Linked DNA regions of Sus scrofa: regions 1, 2 and 3 are each linked to region 4. Evidence: chromatin contacts called from public HiChIP or PLAC-seq and promoter capture Hi-C data. All regions are on one chromosome and are shown on one strand. The core of a region is the stretch at or near the end of the contact, and the rest is flanking DNA. Distances in the headings are between cores, read along the strand shown.

What was found. Promoter capture Hi-C pulls out the DNA fragments that hold promoters and counts their contacts. HiChIP or PLAC-seq counts read pairs in DNA pulled down with a chosen protein or histone mark.
Region 1: a contact with region 4 is called in a promoter capture Hi-C map of liver, with 2.2 times the contacts expected there. The contact joins the promoter of AATF here to the promoter of ZNHIT3 in region 4. A contact is called at or near these places in 1 of 5 promoter capture datasets (liver) and 2 of 47 Hi-C or Micro-C datasets (heart right ventricle and skeletal muscle).
Region 2: a contact with region 4 is called in a promoter capture Hi-C map of liver, with 2.1 times the contacts expected there. The contact joins the promoter of APPBP2 here to the promoter of ZNHIT3 in region 4. A contact is called at or near these places in 1 of 5 promoter capture datasets (liver) and 2 of 47 Hi-C or Micro-C datasets (heart right ventricle and liver).
Region 3: a contact with region 4 is called in an H3K27ac HiChIP or PLAC-seq map of alveolar macrophages. The contact joins the enhancer-like site here to the promoter of ZNHIT3 in region 4. A contact is called at or near these places in 2 of 5 promoter capture datasets (both in liver), 6 of 47 Hi-C or Micro-C datasets (embryonic fibroblasts, fetal skeletal muscle, retroperitoneal adipose tissue and 1 more) and 1 of 2 datasets of contacts at active chromatin or transcription factors (alveolar macrophages).

What each region holds. Positions count from the first base shown.
Region 1 is chr12:38,459,765-38,464,240 of Sscrofa11.1, forward strand. It overlaps AATF (protein AATF), which reads left to right and starts at 2,045. Exons shown (of 12, transcript XM_003131707.4): 1 at 2,045-2,289; 2 at 3,708-3,899. The coding sequence starts at 2,199.
Region 2 is chr12:37,610,485-37,615,557 of Sscrofa11.1, forward strand. APPBP2 (amyloid protein-binding protein 2) reads left to right here and starts at 3,286. Exons shown (of 13, transcript XM_013981135.2): 1 at 3,286-3,731. The coding sequence starts at 3,594.
Region 3 is chr12:37,705,727-37,710,215 of Sscrofa11.1, forward strand. No RefSeq gene overlaps it. Among named protein-coding and RNA genes, the nearest start is that of USP32, 12 kb to the right of the region's middle. Within about 2 kb of position 2,480, at least 2 of the 83 cell types and tissues checked have an H3K27ac peak or open chromatin away from gene starts, as enhancers often do. A contact at or near this core is called in alveolar macrophages, where this site is marked.
Region 4 is chr12:38,011,088-38,015,816 of Sscrofa11.1, forward strand. It overlaps ZNHIT3 (zinc finger HIT domain-containing protein 3), which reads left to right and starts at 2,844. Exons shown (of 6, transcript XR_306538.3): 1 at 2,844-3,007; 2 at 3,107-3,138.

The sequences.
Region 1 (4,476 bases), core at 795-3,294, 450 kb after region 4:
TTCTTCTAGGAGGTAGAGTCTTAGAAATAGCCCATCCCATCAGGAAACCCCTCCTCCCTTCTCCAAAAACTTATAATCAAGTAGGGAGGGCTCCCCAGAGAGGGGATTTAGAAGATTACCCTTCTGCCTGTGCCTCAGCTTTTCTCAGCTGCATCTAAAGTCCTAGAACCCCTCCTTTCCTCTGATCACTGAATCCCCTCTCTACCCTCAGTATGGGTGAGCAAGCAGGGGAAGCATTTTGAGGGGCCCTGGGATGTGTGTGATTTTTGTCCTCAAAAGGCTTCCCAAATCAGTGGGCACCAGGACAGAGACTGGAGGGTAGGGAAGCAGGCATTTTCTGCCCAGAATCATCCAGCAGTGCCCTGTTTGCATGACAGCTTAGAGGCTGTTTCTGCCCTGCCTCACCTCCCTCCTTCTTTTCTCCCTTTTCTTTACCCCAAGGCCAGGTTCCTGTATTAGCGTCCAAAATAGGGAGGGAAGAGGGCTGGGGGAAGTAGTTTCCTAAATCTGGGGTGAGGAAAACATTTTGGTCCTTTGAAGCCAAGGGTGATGGCTGTCCCAGCATGGTCATGCTTTTGCTCTGGAGGCCCCAGACGTGGGCACCAGGCTGCAATTACAAGGGATATGTTTGTTTGTTCCATTTTATTTGTTTAAGAGCTCTTTTCTGGACTGAATTCTATTGCAGATGGTAAAAATCCAAACCAAAACAAAACACTTTCCTTCACCCCAGTCCCCTGCCTAGGGTACCCCCCCATCCGAGCCTGGAATTCTTTCCCTTCCATGTCTGAGGGTGTCTACCCTGAGAGCCTTCCTTCCCCCCTGCAGCCTCCTAGACAGGGGACATAGGACAAGTGGTCTCTTCTTGCTCTCAACAATGGGGACCTATGAAGACTGGGGAAGTCAGGGACCTTCAGTTCCCTTGGGTTCCACAGGAGACACTGGAGAACGGAAGGTTTCCCAGGCGGTTCAGCTGTGGGATCCAATTAGCCTGAGCTTTTCCCAAGCAGGGCATAGGGTATCCCTAACCCTGTCTCCTGGATCCTTTTGAGGGAGTTTCTGTTTAGGGGCTTCTAGGTCCTTACAGGTGACCTCAAACAGATCCTGGAAAGACAGACCACTTTATACTTACCCTCATCAATCCTTTTTGCAGTTTCTGTTTACTTGTTTGGCCCCCTAGGCTGATCACCACCAGGAGAGAATCACTTACTCATCTCTATCTCATCTAACAGCGCCTGCCACATAGTGGGCAGTCAAGGAATGTTTGAAGAGGGAAAGAGGATGTGAAGGGATTTTATCTTTCCATGTGCTTGGCTACCGTTTCTTCTTTGGTCTTTATATTTGACTCTACCTGTGCCCCTTGAACTGTAGATCTGAGTTTTTCCGCTTTTGTGCGCCAGTTTCAAGCATCTGAGTGTGCCCTCATCTTTGAAGAACAGCAAGGATATTAATACCTTTTGGTGTGCACGAGTAATCTCCACTCCACCCCCATTTCCCTACCCAGACAAGGCTCCTCTGGAGAAGCTACAGAATCGACCTTTATTTATTCACAGCCATAGTGACTTCTATTATTCTTATTAATAAGGATGCAGCAGTCCACTGCACAGCTACGCAAGCCCATCCCTGAGGCAGGATTTCCAAGTCATGGCCACCGCGGGGTCAGGGGCGTGTGCCCGACCCCAAACTCCTCCAAATTATGAAATGCCAAACCTGCTTTTGATTCTAGTCTGTGCGTGCCCTAAAGCACGCGTGAAGCTCGAGGCGCTCACTCTTTACTCCTCCTCCCTAAATCAGCCACCAAGGGTCGCGGCTACACTATTCTTTACTTTTTAGCCAATCTCAGACAAATCTTCAAGCGTACTTTACTCAAAAAAAACACCGCGCATCGCAGTCTCGGCTCAGCGCCAGCGGCGGCCACGTGCTCTCGCTCGCTCCCGCTCGCTCCCGCGCTGCCCAACACGCCCCCTCGGCGCACGCGCACGCGCGTCAGCCTTCCGGGCGTTTCCGCTTTCATCCTAGCAACGCCCGTAGTGACGCACAAAGTCCCGCCCCCTCCCGCGAGTCTCCCGGAAGTTGCCGATCCGGAGCTGGGCGCCCGGCTCCGAGCGTCCCTGGCTGTGCTGGGGAGCAGTCTCCGGCAGGAGGACCCGGCAGGGAGAGGGCGACATTCACGAGCGCGGCGCGGGCGAGACCTGGTGACCATGGCGGGGCCGCAGCCTCTGGCGCTACAGCTGGAACAGTTGTTGAACCCGCGACCGCGCGAAGCGGATCCTGAAGCGGACCCGGAGGAGGGTGAGGCCTGACCGGGGCAAGACCACGTGCGGAGCTGTGTGTGGGCCGTGCCGGGTGCGGACCTGGGCGGCGTGTGAAGGGCCAGCTGCTGGGCCCCCGCCGCCAAGCCTTCTCTGTTTCCTCTTGCGCAGAGGAAAACTGCCTCCCAGAGAGTGTCCCCCGGGTCTGGGGAGGAGGGTTTCGGGATCCTGACGCTCACTCTAGACTTGGTGCTCCTGTGGGCGGAGCATCCGGAGGACTCAGGCTTCGGTTCACTGTTGGTGCAGGGCTGTAGCAGGGAGCCAGAGTCTGGTAGCAGGTTGGAAGTTATCTTTAAGGATGTCTTTAATGGCACTGCATTAGAAATGAGGAGAAGGAAGTCTCATTCCCCCCCCCCCTTTTTTTTCCAACTCTGCCTGCCCCTGAGAACTTACTTGGAGGATGAAGGAAGAAGTAGGCTTCTGTGGTGCCATTTAAGCCTTTTTAGTCCTCAACACACTTGCTTAGCTGCTGACGAATAAGGCTGCTGTTCTGTAAGATGAGGTTCAAGGTCTAATCCTGCTTTAGGCTTGAGTCAGAGAAGTGTGAGGAAGGGGGAATAAGGAGGGATAAATGTGAGTGCTGGACCGTGTCTTAGAAGTAAGCAGTTGAAGGAACTGGGGCTGTTTAGCTAGGATAAGCAAACTCCCTGAGGGATGGGCTGAAGTGAAGATAGAACATGATGATGGCCGACTTAAAATATTTGAGCGACAGTCACAGATGAAAGAGGAATTAGACCAGTTTTCTATGATCCAAAACATGGAAATAATCCTTCTAGTAGATGCAGAGAGTCAGCTTTTTGTTCTGGAACAGCAGCAGGAGAGTAAGTGGTCTGCCTTGGGAGGTAATGACTTTGCTGTTCTTGGAACTTGGCGGCTTTTTTTAAAGTGGCCACACCTGTGGCATATAGAAGTTCCTGGGCTAGAGGTCAAATGTGAGTTGCAGGCAAACACGCCACAGCCACGGCAACATTCGGCTGGGGCTGAATCTGCGATCTTTGCCTACCCCACCCCCCAGCTTTTGGTAAGGTCCTTAACCTGCTGAACCACAATGGAAACTCATGGTGGGGACTTTTTTTTTTCTTCTCTTTTTAGGGCCACACCTGTGGCATATGGAAGTTCCCAAGCTAGGGGTCAAATCGTAGTTTTAGCTGCCGGCCTACACTGCAGCTTGTGGCAATGCTGGATCCTTAAACCACGGAGCGAGGCCAGGGATTGAACCAGCATCCTCATGGGCTTCAGTTGGGTTTGTAACCTACGGAGACACGAGAACTCCCATGGTGGGGATTTTGTAGAGGACATTCAAGTATGAATTCAAAGCCTCGGCAGTGTTACCCAGTGTTACCGTTAAAGTTCCTTCTAATCTGAAGATTCTGATTACTTTCCTCCCCTTCCCCACAGCCACTGCTGCCAGAGTGATTGACAGGTTTGATGAAGGGGACGATGGGGAAGGCGATTTCCCCGTGGTGGGTACCATTAGAAAGCTGGCATCAGCCTCCTTCTTGGATACAGACAAGAGGTATTCTGGCAAGACCACCTCTAGAAAAGCTTGGAAGGAAGACCATTGGGAGCAGACTCTGCCAGGTTCATCTGGTGAGTAGACATTTGCTTTCTTTCCTAATTTATTAGGTTAAAATTTTTTTTAATGATCTCTGCAAAACTGGATGTCCTACCTATTATCTTAGGAGAAACCATTGGTTTGGCATTAGAAAGAGCCCTTCTAAGTACTTAATTTCACTTCATAAGGAATCTAAAATCTGGAGCTCTTAAATTGGTATACTTTTTTTTGTTTGTTTGTTTTTTGCCATGCCCGAGGCACATGGAAGTTCCTGGCCCAGGGATCAAACCTGCGTCACTGCAGTAACCTGAACTGCTGCAGCGACACCATCAGATCCTTAACCCACTGCACCACAGGGAACTCCTGAATTGCATTGTTTCTGATGAACATGCTGCTCATGAATTTTGACCCTTTTCCTTTGATTTTTCACTTTTTGCTCAGTCACTGTAATTTGTGACACTCATTTTTTGCCGTTGTAAAAATTTCATAGCGCTTTCCTGTTCTCTGCAAGAGTTAGGAGGATGTGAGCTTATAGTTTTAAGGATTGTGAGTTTCTTAGAGTGGAGGAAAGGGCCGGCTTTGGTGGTTATTGAGTGGATGCCATTTGTTTTC
Region 2 (5,073 bases), core at 2,036-4,535, 400 kb before region 4:
TGGGTTAAGGATCTGGAGTTGCCGTGAGCTGTGGTGTAGGTTGCAGATGCAGCTCGGACCTGGCATTGCTGTGGCTCTGATGTAGGCCGGTGGCTACGGCTCCGATTAGACCCCTAGCCTGGGAATCTCCATATGCCGTGGGAGCGGCCCAAGAAATGGCAAAAAGACAAAAAATAAATAAACAAATAAATAAAAATTAAAAAAAATGAACAATGTCCTCAAGCCTGTGGAAGTTCTGAGCCCAGAGACTGAACCCTTACCATAGCAGTAATCAGAGCCACAGCTAAAACAATGCCGGATCCTTTACCCACCAGGGCCCTTTCAACCACGGAGAATCCTTCATCTGGACACATTCTGCCCAGCAGCACCTAAGGTCCATATAGCAATCAACATGTGTGCCTGACACAATGTAACCTGTTTATAGGACCTGAGCTCAGGTCCTGATTCAGCCCCAATATCCTAGTACGATTTCAGGGAATTCATTAATGCCTTGAGGTAGGGTTGCTGATAAAATACAGGGGCCAGTGAAACTCGAATTTCAGATGAACAATGAATAATTTTTTAGTATAAGTATGTCCCATGTGACATTTGCATGGATCATATATGGATAATTATGCCTTTTTTGTGGGAAGAAGTTGAAACAGCCTCAAAAGGTCTGTGTCAAAGAATTCTTTCTTTCTTTTTTTTTGCATTTTAGGGCCGCACCTGCGGCATATGGAGGTTCCCAGGCTAGGGGTCGAATCGGAGGTGTAGCTACCAGCCTACACCACAGCCACAGCAACACCAGATTCGAGCCGTGTCTGCAACCTACACCACACCTCACGGCAACGCCGGATCTTTAACCTGCTAAGCAAGGCCAGGGATTGAACCCGAACCTCATGGTTCGTAGTTGGATTCGTTAACCACTGCGCCACGACAGGAACTCCAGAATTCTTTTTTTTTTTTTTTTTTTTTTGTCTTTTTTGCTATTTCTTGGGCCGCTCCCGCGGCATATGGAGGTTCCCAGGCTAGGGGTAGAATCGGAGCTGTAGCCTCCGGCCTACGCCAGAGCCACAGCAACGCAGGATCCGAGCCGCGTCTGCAACCTACACCACAGCTCACGGCAACGCCGGATTGTTAACTCACTGAGCAAGGGCAGGGACCGAACCTGCAACCTCATGGTTCCCAGTCGGATTCGTTAACCACTGCGCCACGACGGGAACTCCCCAAGAATTCTTGATAAAGGATTTGCTAAAGGAACTTATGTATTTGGGTGACTCAGAATGGGTGGGTAAAACTATTGCATGTAACACACTTGTATTAAAAAACTATTCGTGGAGTTCTTGCTGTGCTGCAGCAGGTTAGGGATCATAAGTTGTCTTTGCAGTGAGGAAGGTTCCATCTCCAGCCTGAAGCAGTGAGTTAAGGATCTGGCATTCCTGCAGCTGCGTGGTAGGTTGCAGCTATGGCTCAGATTAGATCCCTGGCCTGGGAGTTTCTATATGCCGAGGGTGCGGCCAAACACACAAAACCCCAAAAACCCTACAAACTATTCGCTGTTTATGTGAAATTATAATTTGGGAGTTCCTGTCATGGCTCAGTGGTTAGCGAATCAGACTAGTATCCATGAGGACGTGGGCTCGATCCTTGGTCTTGCTCAGTTGGTTAAGGATCCGGTGTTGCTGTGAGCAGTGTGGTGTAGGTTGCAGACTTGGCTCTGATCTCACACTAACTGTGGCTGTGGTGTAGGCTGGCAGTACAGCTTTGATTAGATCCCTAGCCTGGGAACCTCCATATGCTGCAGGTGTGGCCCTAAAAAGACCAAAAAAAAAGAAAAAAATGTAGTTGAGCATTTGTATTTTTTTTACTTGCTAATTCTGGCACTCTACCATAAGGCTAACCATAGCTTTCCCATGTTCATGGGTACAGAGTAAGAACTGGTATAGACTGAAAAGAGGACTAAACATGTTTTCTTCTTTCTTTCTTACCAATGATTTAACTATTTAACCTTGAAATACCAGGGTGAACTGGAAGAACCACTTCCAATTCTTTTAGCTTTAACGTCCGCACATTATTATTATCATTGTTTTCAGGTTTTACATAACGATTGCATGAATATGAGATTGACCGTGTCACCAATAATGGCCAGTGGTTTCCTTGTTAAATTCCTAGAGCAGGGGTTCCTGTTGTGGCTCAGCAGTTATGACTCAGACTAGACTCCATGAGGCTGTAGGTTCTGTCCCTGGCCTTGCTCAGTGGGTTAAAGATCCAGATTTTTTTTTTCTTTTGTCTTTTTAGGGCCACACCTGTGGCATATGGAGGTTCCCAGGCTAAGGGTCGAATCCGAGCTGTAGCTGCCAGCCTATGCCACAGCCACAGCAATGTTGGATCTGAGCCTCGTCTGCATTGCTGTGGCTGTGGTGTAGTGTGGCAGCTGCAGCTCGGATTCGACCCCTAGCCTGGAAACTTCCATAGGCCACAGGTTCAGCCCTAAAAGGAAAAGAAAAAAAAAAAAATTCCTAGAGCAGAAAGATGTTGCATGAAGTTCTTGAAGTCACAGACATGGAAAATTAAGTTACATAAGTAGCAGACATTCAGGCTGAGAATGGAAGGGAGGTGAAACATGTACACTCAATTATCCAACAATCCCCTGAGGCTGGGACTAGAACTAGAGGAGAAAGTTGAAATCTTAATTTCTGTTTCACCACTAAGTCATATTGCAACCACCATTTAGTCCTTTTTTTCTTACCACTATTTGTAATTCTGTAATCTGGCTAACCTTCTCACCAAATTCTAAAGCATTTCTTTTTCCTTTTTGGGGGTTAGGGGGGTGGAGAATAAGTTTCATTTAGAAAAAGAACCATGAATTCGAACACTGCAAATGGTGACACAATGCAAGTCTTCCTGCCATCCTGATCCCTAGCCCCTAAGTCGAAGGTTCCTAACTTGACTTAGGGACCAGAGTCTAAAGGCGGGTTTCCAGAGTATGCGAATTCCCTGCATGCATCATTTTCAATGGACTGATGATTGGGCCTCCAAACTTTTATCTGAGCTCGAAAGGTTCCGTGCCTAAGAAGTCTGGAGGCAGGATTGGCTGAAAGGACTGATGCAGCCAGTGATTCGGAAGGAGCTGGTAAAAACCTGTCTTAACTCGTCCGGGTGAAAAACGTTTACCCTCATCCACCCAACTTCGGCCCCTAGGAAAATACGTCCCCGTAGGCGGGATCACCGCTGTTTGCTTCCCAAGTTTTTGCCTGCCGCATTCCTTCCCTCCAGCGCGTAGGCGTGCGCTGACGTCATGACGCCGCACACGCAGCCCCGCCCCTGCAGAGATCGGCGCTGGGACGGACCCCGGGCTGCTCTCAAATCCGGAATGTGAGGCCTCGGCCCGCCTGGTCTCGGCTCTTTGGCCAGCTCTGCACACGGGCCTGCGCCCGCTGCCACCGCCCCCAGCTCACCCGGAGGAGCCAGGGCGGCCGCGCCCTTCTGCCGTGTGCCCGCGTGGCCAACGCCGTCTTTCCGAATCCTCCGGGGCCGCAGAGGGGTTCGCTACGGAGGGAGGCGGGGGCCTTCGGGAGGAGGAGGCGGAGGAGGCGGAGGAGGAGGGAAGGAAGATGGCGGCCGTGGAACTAGAGTGGATCCCAGAGACTCTCTACAACACCGCCATCTCCGCTGTCGTGGATAACTACATCCGCTCCCGCCGAGACATCCGCTCCTTGCCCGAGAACATCCAGTTCGATGTTTACTACAAGGTACAGACGGTGGGCTACCGACCGTGGGCCTGCTCTCTGCCCTCCTGCCGCAGCCCCTGGGGCCGCACCCCCTTCCACGTCCGCGAACCCCCCGCGTTTAACCCCTTGCTCCTCCTGGCAGGATCGCCTCCCAAGACATCTGGGACGGTGTTGGGGAGTCCAGTATAGGGACACCCATCTGGTACCCTCTGTCTCTCAAACCCTTGGCTTTGATTGATACGTCTAAGAAATGAGTCTTTCCCCCCTTTTGCTTTTCCCTCCTACAGTGGGGCCCCTTTGGATAGGCCTTTTGCGTGGACTTTATTGCGCCCTCGACCCACTCAGCTCTTCCCTTCTAGCCTGTGTCTTCGGGATATTTTCTGCCCTCCCTTCCCAATTAAGTATCAGCATCAGCTGGACTTTTTGCTTTGCTCTTTTTCCCCTCCTTCTTACTTTTCTCCTCCCGTCGCCCTCCTTGCCAAGTGTTTTTTTCTGCTACGTGTTCCTTCGTTTCACCTTTTTCTTCCTAATCTGGAGGGAGTTGAGGAATTATTGGAAGTAGTCGTGTGCCTTATTCACATATTCTTTAAAGCTTTGGTTTTTGTTTATAGTGGGGATTGAGTGGGGGGTTCTATTAATATGGGAGTGGTGCTAAACTACTTGAAGGGGAAAATCTTTCGGGGGGGGACCTTTAGAATTAGAGTTTAAATTATGGTCATATATTTGAAAGTTGTAGTCTTGCAGCATTCCTAAATTGCTCCCCCTCAAAAATCAGAAAAAGTCTCCTAGTCAGTCTCTGAGGAGTTTAGTTTCAAGGGTAAGTGTCTTTAGACGTGGACAGTTTTGCAGTGTTTAGAGAGGGAGGAGAACTTTATGGACTCAGAGCCTCCCTTTTCCTCTCCCCCACATTTGAGTGTGAACAGTAGACTTATTCAGTCCTCCTTGCCTTGAATCCATGTGGATAACTCCAGTAGCCACTTATGCAAAATTCGACCAGAAGTAAAGTGTGATTTATCTTTTAGATCTAAACACTTCCTCTTGATTTGTAAGTTGGCTGGAATATTGTAAACTGATATTTAACAGATGTGTGTGTTCTTATTTTATATGTACAGTGTTTTATGGCAGTTGTTTCATTGGGAAGATTGCCCGCTTCCTCCACCCTGGAATATTTTTTCAGAAAGCAGCTGACTTGCTGCATTTCACTAAATCCAGCTGCTTTACACCAATTAGAACAATTAAAAATTTTTCCTCCTAGGTATTTGGAGAATATTTAGTTTGGTCATTTATATTATTATTTGGGGCGGGGAGGAGAGGTTAGAGAAAAATCTCCCTTTATTCCAAACCCCTTTGATACATTGACTTA
Region 3 (4,489 bases), core at 1,230-3,729, 310 kb before region 4:
GATGCCGAAAGAGAGAGGAAGAAAGAGGGGGACGCAGTAGAGACAGAAGCCAGGAAATCTGATGTCGAGAAGCTGGGCCACCATGGGGTGAGTTGGAGGCTGGCTTGGCTGGAGACCGCACTTCCAATAAGACATTCCTGGAATAGGATGGTCCAAAGGATCAGTAAGGGTTGCGTTCATTTGCTGTAGGGTACAGATGCAACCCTTCATTGAAACCCTTCCTGTCTACTCAATAGCCTTTGGACTTTGTTTCTTTGGGAATGAGATGAATCAAAAAGAAGCTGGGCTAGGGAGTTCCCGTTGTGGCATAGTGGTTAACAAATCTGACTAGCATCCATGAGGACGCAGGTTCAATCCCTGGCCATGCTCAGTGGGTTAAGGATCCGGCGTTGCCATGAGCTATGGTGTAGGTCACAGACACGGCTCAGATCCCACGTTGCTGTGGCTCTGGTGTAGGCCGGCGGCTACAGCTCTGATCAGACCCCTGGGAACCTCCATATGCCATGGGAGCGGCCCTAGAAAAGGCAAAAAAAAGACAAAAAAACAAAAAACCAAACCCAAAAAGAAGCTGGGCTAGGAGTTCCCAGGTGGCTCAGTGGGTTAAGGATCTGGTGTAACTGCTGTGGCACAGGTTCAATCCCTGGAACCAGGAACTTTCACATGCCTTGGTATGGCCAAACGAAATCCCAAACAAACAAAAACTAAAAAGAGGCTGGGTGATCCTATTTGGAGTCCAGGCTGCCAGGGAATGTTAAAGGGACAGCCACAAGATAAGATACAGAAGAAAAACTCCAATCAGAAGGTGACACCAAGGTGTCAGCTCCTATATCCCTTCATAGGAATATGGAGGAACCTCGAGAAACACTTTGGACATCTACCCTCTACGCATCCGTTTTCTCTGGATTTCAAGGAGCTGGGAGATCTCAGGTGTCAGTAAATTGCATTCAAATAGGTTAAAAATTTTAGAGCTATGTCATGTTTCATTGCTTGACAAGTGGACATTAACACATGTTGGTTTATTTCTGTAGTTCAGAGGGTCAGACTTTGAGAAGATTCTTTGTCTTTTTGGACTCCCTCTGGAATTAGGAATATTTGAGTAAATCCATAAAACCTAAGGCCGTTATATGATCAAATTACCCCTCTCTCTTTACAAAATGGTTCTTGATGTCCGTTAAAATCTGAGCTACCCATGGAGTTCCCGTTGTGGCTCAGTGGTTAATGAACCTGACTAGGATCCATGAGGATGTGCGTTTGATCCCTGGCCTCAATCAGTGGGTCAAGGATCCAGCATTGCTGTGAGCTGGGGTGTAGGTCGCAGATGCGGCTGAGATGTGGTGTGGCGTAGGCTGGCAGCTGCAGCTCTGATTTAACCCCTAGCCTGGGACCCTCCATAAGCCGTGGGTGTGGCCCTAAAAAGACAAAATAATAATAATAATAATAATAAAATAAAAAATCAGAGAATAGAGAAGGAAAAGGGAAAGTTAGTAACTTTACAGTGGAGAAGCCTGGTAGCACTGCACTTAACCTAGTTATGAAGCTTAATGTTACCAGTGATGTCATGTGGGTATCATGTTCCCCCAGACATGAAGTGTGCTGAAAACGGCACTTCAATGCCACAGGATTTAAAAAGCAAAACCAAAAAAAACCCCATAACCCATAACCCCAGTCTAATCATGACGGAAACACCAGACAAACCCAGACTGGAAGACATTCTATGGGATCTCTGCCCAGTCCTCCTCAAGACTATCAAGGTCATGAAAACCAAGGAAAGACCAAGAAATTGTCACAGGCTAGAGGGGACCAGGGAGCTATGACAACTGAATGTAATGCACTGTTCTGAGTTGGATGCAGGAGCAGAAAGGGAACATGAATGGAAAACCTATGAAATCCAAATAAAGCCTGCAGTTTTAATAATAATAATAATAGGAATAATAAAAAAAAAAGTGTTTCCTGGCTTTCGCAAATGTACCATGGTAATCTGATATGTTAACAAAGATAGAAGTTGAGTACAGAGATTATGGGAACTCTCTATATAACCTTTGCAACTTTTCTGTAAATCTAAATGTATTTCCAAATAAAAGTTTCTTAGGGAGTTCCCTTTGTGGCTCAGTGGTTAACGAACCTGACAAGGATCCATGAGGATGCGGGTTCCATCCCTGGCCTCACTCAGTGGGCTCAGGATCTGGCATTGCCGTGAGCTGTGGTGTAGGTCACAGACAGACGCGGTTCAGATCTGGCGTTGCTGTGGCTGTGCCCTAGGCTGGCAGCTGTGGCTCCGATTCAACCCCTAGCCTGGGAACCTCCATATGCCGCGGGTGTGGCCCTAAAAAGCAAAAAAAAAAAAAAAAAAGTTTATTAAAAAAAAATCTGGAGTTCCCTTGTGACATAGTGGGTTAAGGATCCAGCGTTGTCACCGCAACAGCTTGGGTCACTGCTGTGGCTCAGGTCTGATCCCTGACCAGGGAACTTCCACATGCCATGCAGGCAGCCAAAAAAAAAAAAAAACCTCTAAATTACATGACCTGTGGTATGTTCCCACATATCCTTATGTTCTGGGTTTTTTGTTTAAGGAAATGTAATTATTTGGTTTATTTGTGTCACCTGGCAGTGTATGTTTCTTGCTTTTTTTGTCTTTTTGCCTTTTTTAGGGCCGCACCCGTGTCATATGGAGGTTCCCAGGCTAGCGGTTTAATCAGAGTTGTAGCCGCCGGCCTACGCCAGAGCCACAGCAATGCGGGATCTGAGCCACATCTGCAAACTACACCACAGCTCACAGCAACGTCGGATCCTTAACCCGCTGAGCAAGGCCAGGGATCGAACCCACAACCTCATGGTTCCTAGTCGGATTCGTTAACCACTGAGCCACGACGGGAACTCCTGGCAGTGTGTGTTTCAAGGACTCTTCATTTATCTCCTTTGGCAAAGAAATGGGATTCTCCTGACCTACAAAAAAGAGATGCATTTGGGATCCTGGTCTCAGAAAAGACATTCTCCCTTGCGTTGTTTCAATATGATAAAAACTGGCTTCCTTTCCAAGCCTGCACTCATGATGAAATACCCATAGTTGCTTCACTTGTCCAACTATCACATATGAAACTCGAGTGCAACTCTGTGCAGAACTCTGTCCTGAGCACTTGCATAAGAAAGGAAAACCGGAGTTGTTTTGTGATGCAGTGGGTTAAGGATCTGGTGTTGCTGCAGCGGCTTGGGTTGCTCCTGTGACATAGGTTTGACCCCTGGTTTGGTAACTTCCAAAAAAATAAGAAGAAGAAGGAAGAAAGGAAAACAGATACAAGGGAGAGAAGCAAGCAAGTACCTTTTTTTTTTTAATTTTTGCTTTTTAGGGCCGAACCTGTGGCATATAGAAGTTCCTGGGCTAGGGGTTGAATTGGAGCTGAAGCTGGCAGCCTACACCACAGCCACAGCAACACCAGATCTGAGCTGCATCTGTGACTTATGCCACAGCTTACTGCAATACTGGATTCTTAACCCACTGAGCAAGGCCAGGGATCAAACCTGTATCCTCATGGATACTAGTTGGATTCATTTCCACTGTGCCACAAGGGAACTCTTCCTTGTGCCACATTTTAGATTCCACATATAAGTGATAACATACGGTGTTTGTCTTTCTCGTTCTGACTTACTTCACTTAGTATGAGAATCTCTAGTTGAATCCACATTGCTGCGAATGGCATAATTTTGTTCCTTTTTATGGCTGGGTAGTATTCCATGGTGCATATGTATACCTCTTCTTAATCTACTCATCTGTTGATGGACATTTAGGTTGTTTCCATGTCTTGGCTGTTGAGAATAGTGTTGCTATGCATATACAGTTCATGTATCTTTTGAATTATAGTTTTGTTTAGATATATGCTCAGGAGTGGGATTGCTAGATCATAAGGTAGTTCTATATTTAGTTTTCTGAGGAATCTCCATACTGTTTTAAGTATCATTCGGAAGGAGTTTATGATTAGTAGAAAGTATCATAAATGCATCCAATCCATCAGTTTCCTGAAGTGCAAAGTCTCTGGGCTTCAGGTTGAATACAAAGGGCTGGTGAGAAGCAGAGCATAGAGATTAAGAAGTGTTAGGGGTTCCCGTTGTGGCGCAGTGGAAATGAATCCGACTAGGAACCATGAGGTTGCAGGTTCGATCCCTGGCCTTGCTCAGTGGGTTAAGGATCCGGCGTTGCCGTGAGCTGTGATATAAGTCACAGATGTGGCTCGGATCTGGCATTGCTGTGGCTGTGGTGCAGGCCAGCAGCTGTAGCTCTGATTAGACCCCTAGCCTGGGAACCTCCGTATGCCACGGGTGCAACCATAAAAAGACCAAAAAAAAAAAAAAGAAGAAGACGAAGAAGAAGAAGTGTTAGGTAGGAATGACTTCCTAAAATATAACTTATAGGCCAGATCCAATGGCTTGGCAAGGAGGGGTTAGGATTTCTCAGTGGAGGGAAGAGCATCAGTAAAGTCATGGAGATGGTAAAAAA
Region 4 (4,729 bases), core at 1,594-4,093:
CCCTAGGTAGTACCCCAAAGCTCCCTTTCATCAGGCTGATGCGGGGTGGCTAGCTTCCAGCTAGATCTCCATTCCAGGGATTGCCGCGAGTCGGGGAAACGGGCACCACGGGAACTGTCTCTGGACAGCCAGTCACTTTTGGAGCCCTCAGCTCTCCTGACTTGGGCCTTGCTTTCATGGAGGAGACGTTCCTGCCTCTCGGATCGCCTGTCTCAGCCCCATGCTCTCGACACTCATTCCCGCCACTTGGCGATGTTCGCTGTGCGGACTTACTCTTTCCTACATGGGGGTGGTGAGGCAATTTTGCCTCTCAAGCAAAGTCGGAAGCTAGCTGTGCTCCAGTCCAGGGCCGGTGCGTGCTGAGCCAGGGCCAATCTGGACCTGGAGCGCCCTCTGGCGGTGCCGGGCGCCGAGCCCGCGGCTCCACGCACATCACCAGGCATTGGCGTTGGGCGCCGGTCTGGCCCTTCGCGAATGTGCTGGACAGCGCCTGCCGGCAGCAGAGCTCTGCAACAAATCTGCCTTGATTATTACTGCACTTCTCTGCAGGTCTGGCCTGAAGCCTCAGGCTGACGCTGCGAAGGCATGAGGCAGCCTTAGACAGTCTCTAAGAGGGTATGTTGGGGGTCCAGGGAGAGCCAGGCCATGCCAGTGTGGACATCTAGTTCCTGGGCCTGGAATCATACCTGCCTTTCCTTGAACTAGTCACTGCCTAGAGGAGCTGTACCACGCTTCCTTTGCCTCTTGGTTTCCCCAATCTCATTGTCATCACAGCAGAGCCACATTTTTCTCTGGACTTTGGAGCAGGAGGGGTGTGGCTGTCCATGGAGGCTGGGGGTCACTCAGAATAGAAAGAAGAAGGAGTATTTTTTACTGAATGCAATGTGCATGAGAGGAACTCTAGGAATTTTCTTTTTGCTGGAGTCACCATCTCTGGACCCAAAGGTAGGAAGTCAGCATGGTATGGATGTGGGTGAAGTCTAGTTAAGCCTTTGAAAATCATGGAGAATTCCATGTCCTTAGCCTCCAAAGACAACTCACAGGACAAGTCTGGGGTGGCCAAAGTGATGTCCATGATGGGAGAATTTGTACTGGTGCCAGACAGGGCATGGGATTCAAGTGTGGCCTGGACAAGTCACTGACCTCTGGCCTTCCCTATTAAGCCTGGACTGGAATACTGGAATACTTCTGGTTCAAACCAGCAGTGGTCACAACTGTTGAGCCATAAAAAGAACCCTGCAGGTTTTTTGGTCAGTGTGGAAACACTGGATTTTGGCCTGAGTTCTTTATCTTTTTTTTATGTCCTTGCCCACAGCATCTGGAAGTTCCCAGGTAGGGATTGAATCTGCAACACAGTAGCAGTGACAACCTCAGGTCCTTAACCTGCTGAGCCACAGGGGAACTCCTGGCCCAAGTTCTATTTGGAGGCTGGAGGCAGGGGCAGCTGCCTGCTGGGGCAGGTGGGCAGCCAGAGGGGCCAATACCACTTCAGCACTGATGACTGGACAGCGTTCTTGGGACAATCTGGCAAAGCAAAAGGAGCGATGGATATTCAGTCACTCAAGCCCAACCCCAGCACGGCCCACTGAGGCTGACAGCTGAACTCTTTTGGAGGGGCCTGAGCTCAAGGATCCTGGCCTCCAGGGACTTGGGGCCTGGAACCTGCTCACATGGGGTCAGGACCAGAGGTCCAGGAGAGATACAGACCCTCAATATCACATAAATAACCTTTGCAGCACTTCAGATCACAAAGCCTTTTTACAGTCTCCTCTCTGCCTCATGACAGCTCAGGAAAGTAAGCCTTAACATCTAACAGATGGGGGATCTGAGATCGGGTAGCCAGTCTCTCTAAGTCACATAGCCAGGGAGGGGTTTGAGCTAAGATTTGAATGGCTACCTTGTTTGTGGCAGATTCATCCCTGCAGACTGTGACTGTGGTGTGAGCGTATAGTACTGAGATCCTTAGGGCTGATGGGTCAACGAAAGGGGGAGACTTTGGGGGGGGTGACTTATGGCGCTAAGAGGGCACCACACATGTGGGGTGAAACCCTGGTTAGGCTGGGCAATGCTCAGGGCTTTGAGGAGGAGCAGGGCTCCCAATAAAATGTGACTTTGCTTCTAAAGCCTGAGGTGTCACTCAAAGCCCACCACAGTTCACCTGTCTGGGCCAGGATCCCCACCTTTGGCTCAGAGGCCACTCACTTGTTCCCTGGCCAATCAGTCCCACCCAGGGATTCTCCTTCCTGCCTTCTCTCTAAGCCTTAAGCTTCCAGAGACTGTGGCTGCTAATCCACGGTGTCCGCAGCCCCGCTTGGGGGCAGTGAAGTGCTCACAATTGGAGCTCAATAAATATTTGTCATTGGCCAAGCCTCAACTTCCTTTTCTGTGAGAAAAATGGCTGAGAAGGGCACATGTGTGTCACATGATCTGAATCAGGTTTGGACTCCTCATTTGCTAAAGATAAGCAAATGAGATGTGTGGGGAGAACCTAATACCTGTGCAAGATCGAGAAAGTCTAAGCCAGAAGATAAGGGACAATTAGTCCCACGTATATTATTTATTTATTTATTTAAGTAGATTTATTTAAAGTAGATTTATTTATTTATTCAAGTAGAGAGTGACCATGATTTGCTCCGAGTTCCGCGGCCGCGTAGGGACAGGGTCAAGGCTACATAACAAGTTATTTGACGACATGACCTAATCAAGGAAAACCTTCCCAGAGCTTACAGGGCGCGCGTCGAGTGCATCGACTTTCAACTTCTCATGCCTGGAACAATGAGCAGGATCAATCCACTGCTTTTGACTGCCAGTAAGTGCTGCGCGCTGATTGGTCCTGGTTAAGGAAACGGAAGGAAGGGCGTGGACTTGGGACCGCGCGAGAAGCCGGCGCGCCGCGAAAGGAGAGGTTTCCGGGAGAGACCATGGCGTCGCTCAATTGCAGAACCGCTGTCTGCGTTATCTGTTTGGAGAAGCCTAAGTACCGTTGCCCCGTCTGCCGTGTGCCCTAGTGAGTTCCGAGGGTCATGAGCCTGGGGGACCGGCTGCGGGCGGAGGAGGATCCGCGCGGCCTTCAGGGCTAACGTGGCCTGTTGCTTTGTTTTCACAGCTGTTCCGTGATCTGTTTCCGGAAGCACAAAGGTAAGCGCCCCGCTCCCTCGTGTGTGGCCGCCTCCACGTTCCGCAGCTGTCTCGGGGACTTGGGCTCCCGGGGCCCCATTCCCGGACTCGCAACTCTCGAACCTGGGAGACCCCGCCCCGGGGCGGGGTATACCTCTGCCTGTGAATGCCTCTTCAAATTTTGAGCAGTCAAAATCCTTTCCTCTGCCCTGACTTTCCTTCTCCGTACCATCCTCTTTTAAAAATAGTCGACTGCTTTTGCCACAAAAGTATGTCCTAGCTTAGGGTTCTGACACAGCTCCGCACCGTTTATCAGAAGCTGGCTAAGGTTAATGACATTTTCTTTCGTGTAAATAATATCTTGATAGAATCGTTGAAGTAGACCAGTTTACAATAAGGAGCAATATTTTTGGCTTCAGTGTTATCAAGTATACATTTTAAATCTCTTCAATCCGGCGCCTCTTCTCAGTCCTCGGGAACCCTTTCCCACGATCTCTTTCTCGGTGACTTTTCTGTTAAAACTTCCTCATTGGTGATTTGCCCCTAGCTTCATCCCCTCCAGTCTCTGGTTTACAGCTGTGTGTTTCGGACACCACCCTTCCCCTCCCCATCCCTGCTTTGTTTTTTTAACCCTAATATCTCTGGAGCATTTTCAAAACGAACCTTTCAGCTGAAGATAGGAAAGAAGAATTGCTTTGCTGAAATACAGTTGAGGGGCTGGCTGGGTCTGGAATGCTCCCCTCTGGTCCAGGAGCCCAGTGAGGCTCCTCCAAGAACACAGGGCAATCAGGAGCTCTTAAATCTGTGGTCTGGCTGCTTCCTGGGTAATTTTTCTGAAATGCACATTTCAGCAGTTCACTCCTTTGGAGAAAACTCCTGTGTTTCTGGCAGTGGTTCTTTTTTTAAAAAAATTGAAGTATAGTTGATTTACAGTGTTTTAAATGTACAATGTGGAGTTCCTGTCGTGGCACAGCGAAAATGAATCTGACTAGGAACCATGAGGTTGCAGGTTCGATCCCTGGCCTTGTTCAGTGGGTTAAGGATCTGGTGTTGCCATGAGCTGTAGTGTAGGTTGCAGACGCGGCTTGGATCCTGTGTTGCTGTGGCTGTGGCATAGGCCGGCAGCTGTAGCTCCAATTCAACCCCTAGGCTGGGACCCTCCATACATACATACATACATAAATAAATGTACAGCAAAGTAATTGTTATACATACATAAATGTATATGTGAAAAAAAATACGCTTCTTCAGTTCTTCTGCATTATAGGTCATTACGAGATGACTATCGTTGCCTATGACATGTATATATATATATACACACACACACACACATACACATGCATATATATATATATGGTTGTTCATCTGTCTTATATATAGTAGTATGTTTCTTTTAATCCCAAATTACTAATTTATTCTCCCCACCACCACCTTTTCCCTTTGGTAACTCCCAAGTTTGTTTTCTATGTCTGAGTCTCTTTCTGTTTTGTAAATAACTTCAGTTGTATCATTTTTTTTAGAGTCTACATATGAGTGACAAATATTTTTTAGAGTCTACATATTTGTCTTTCTGTGACCGACTTCATTTAGTATGATAATCTCTCAGTCCATC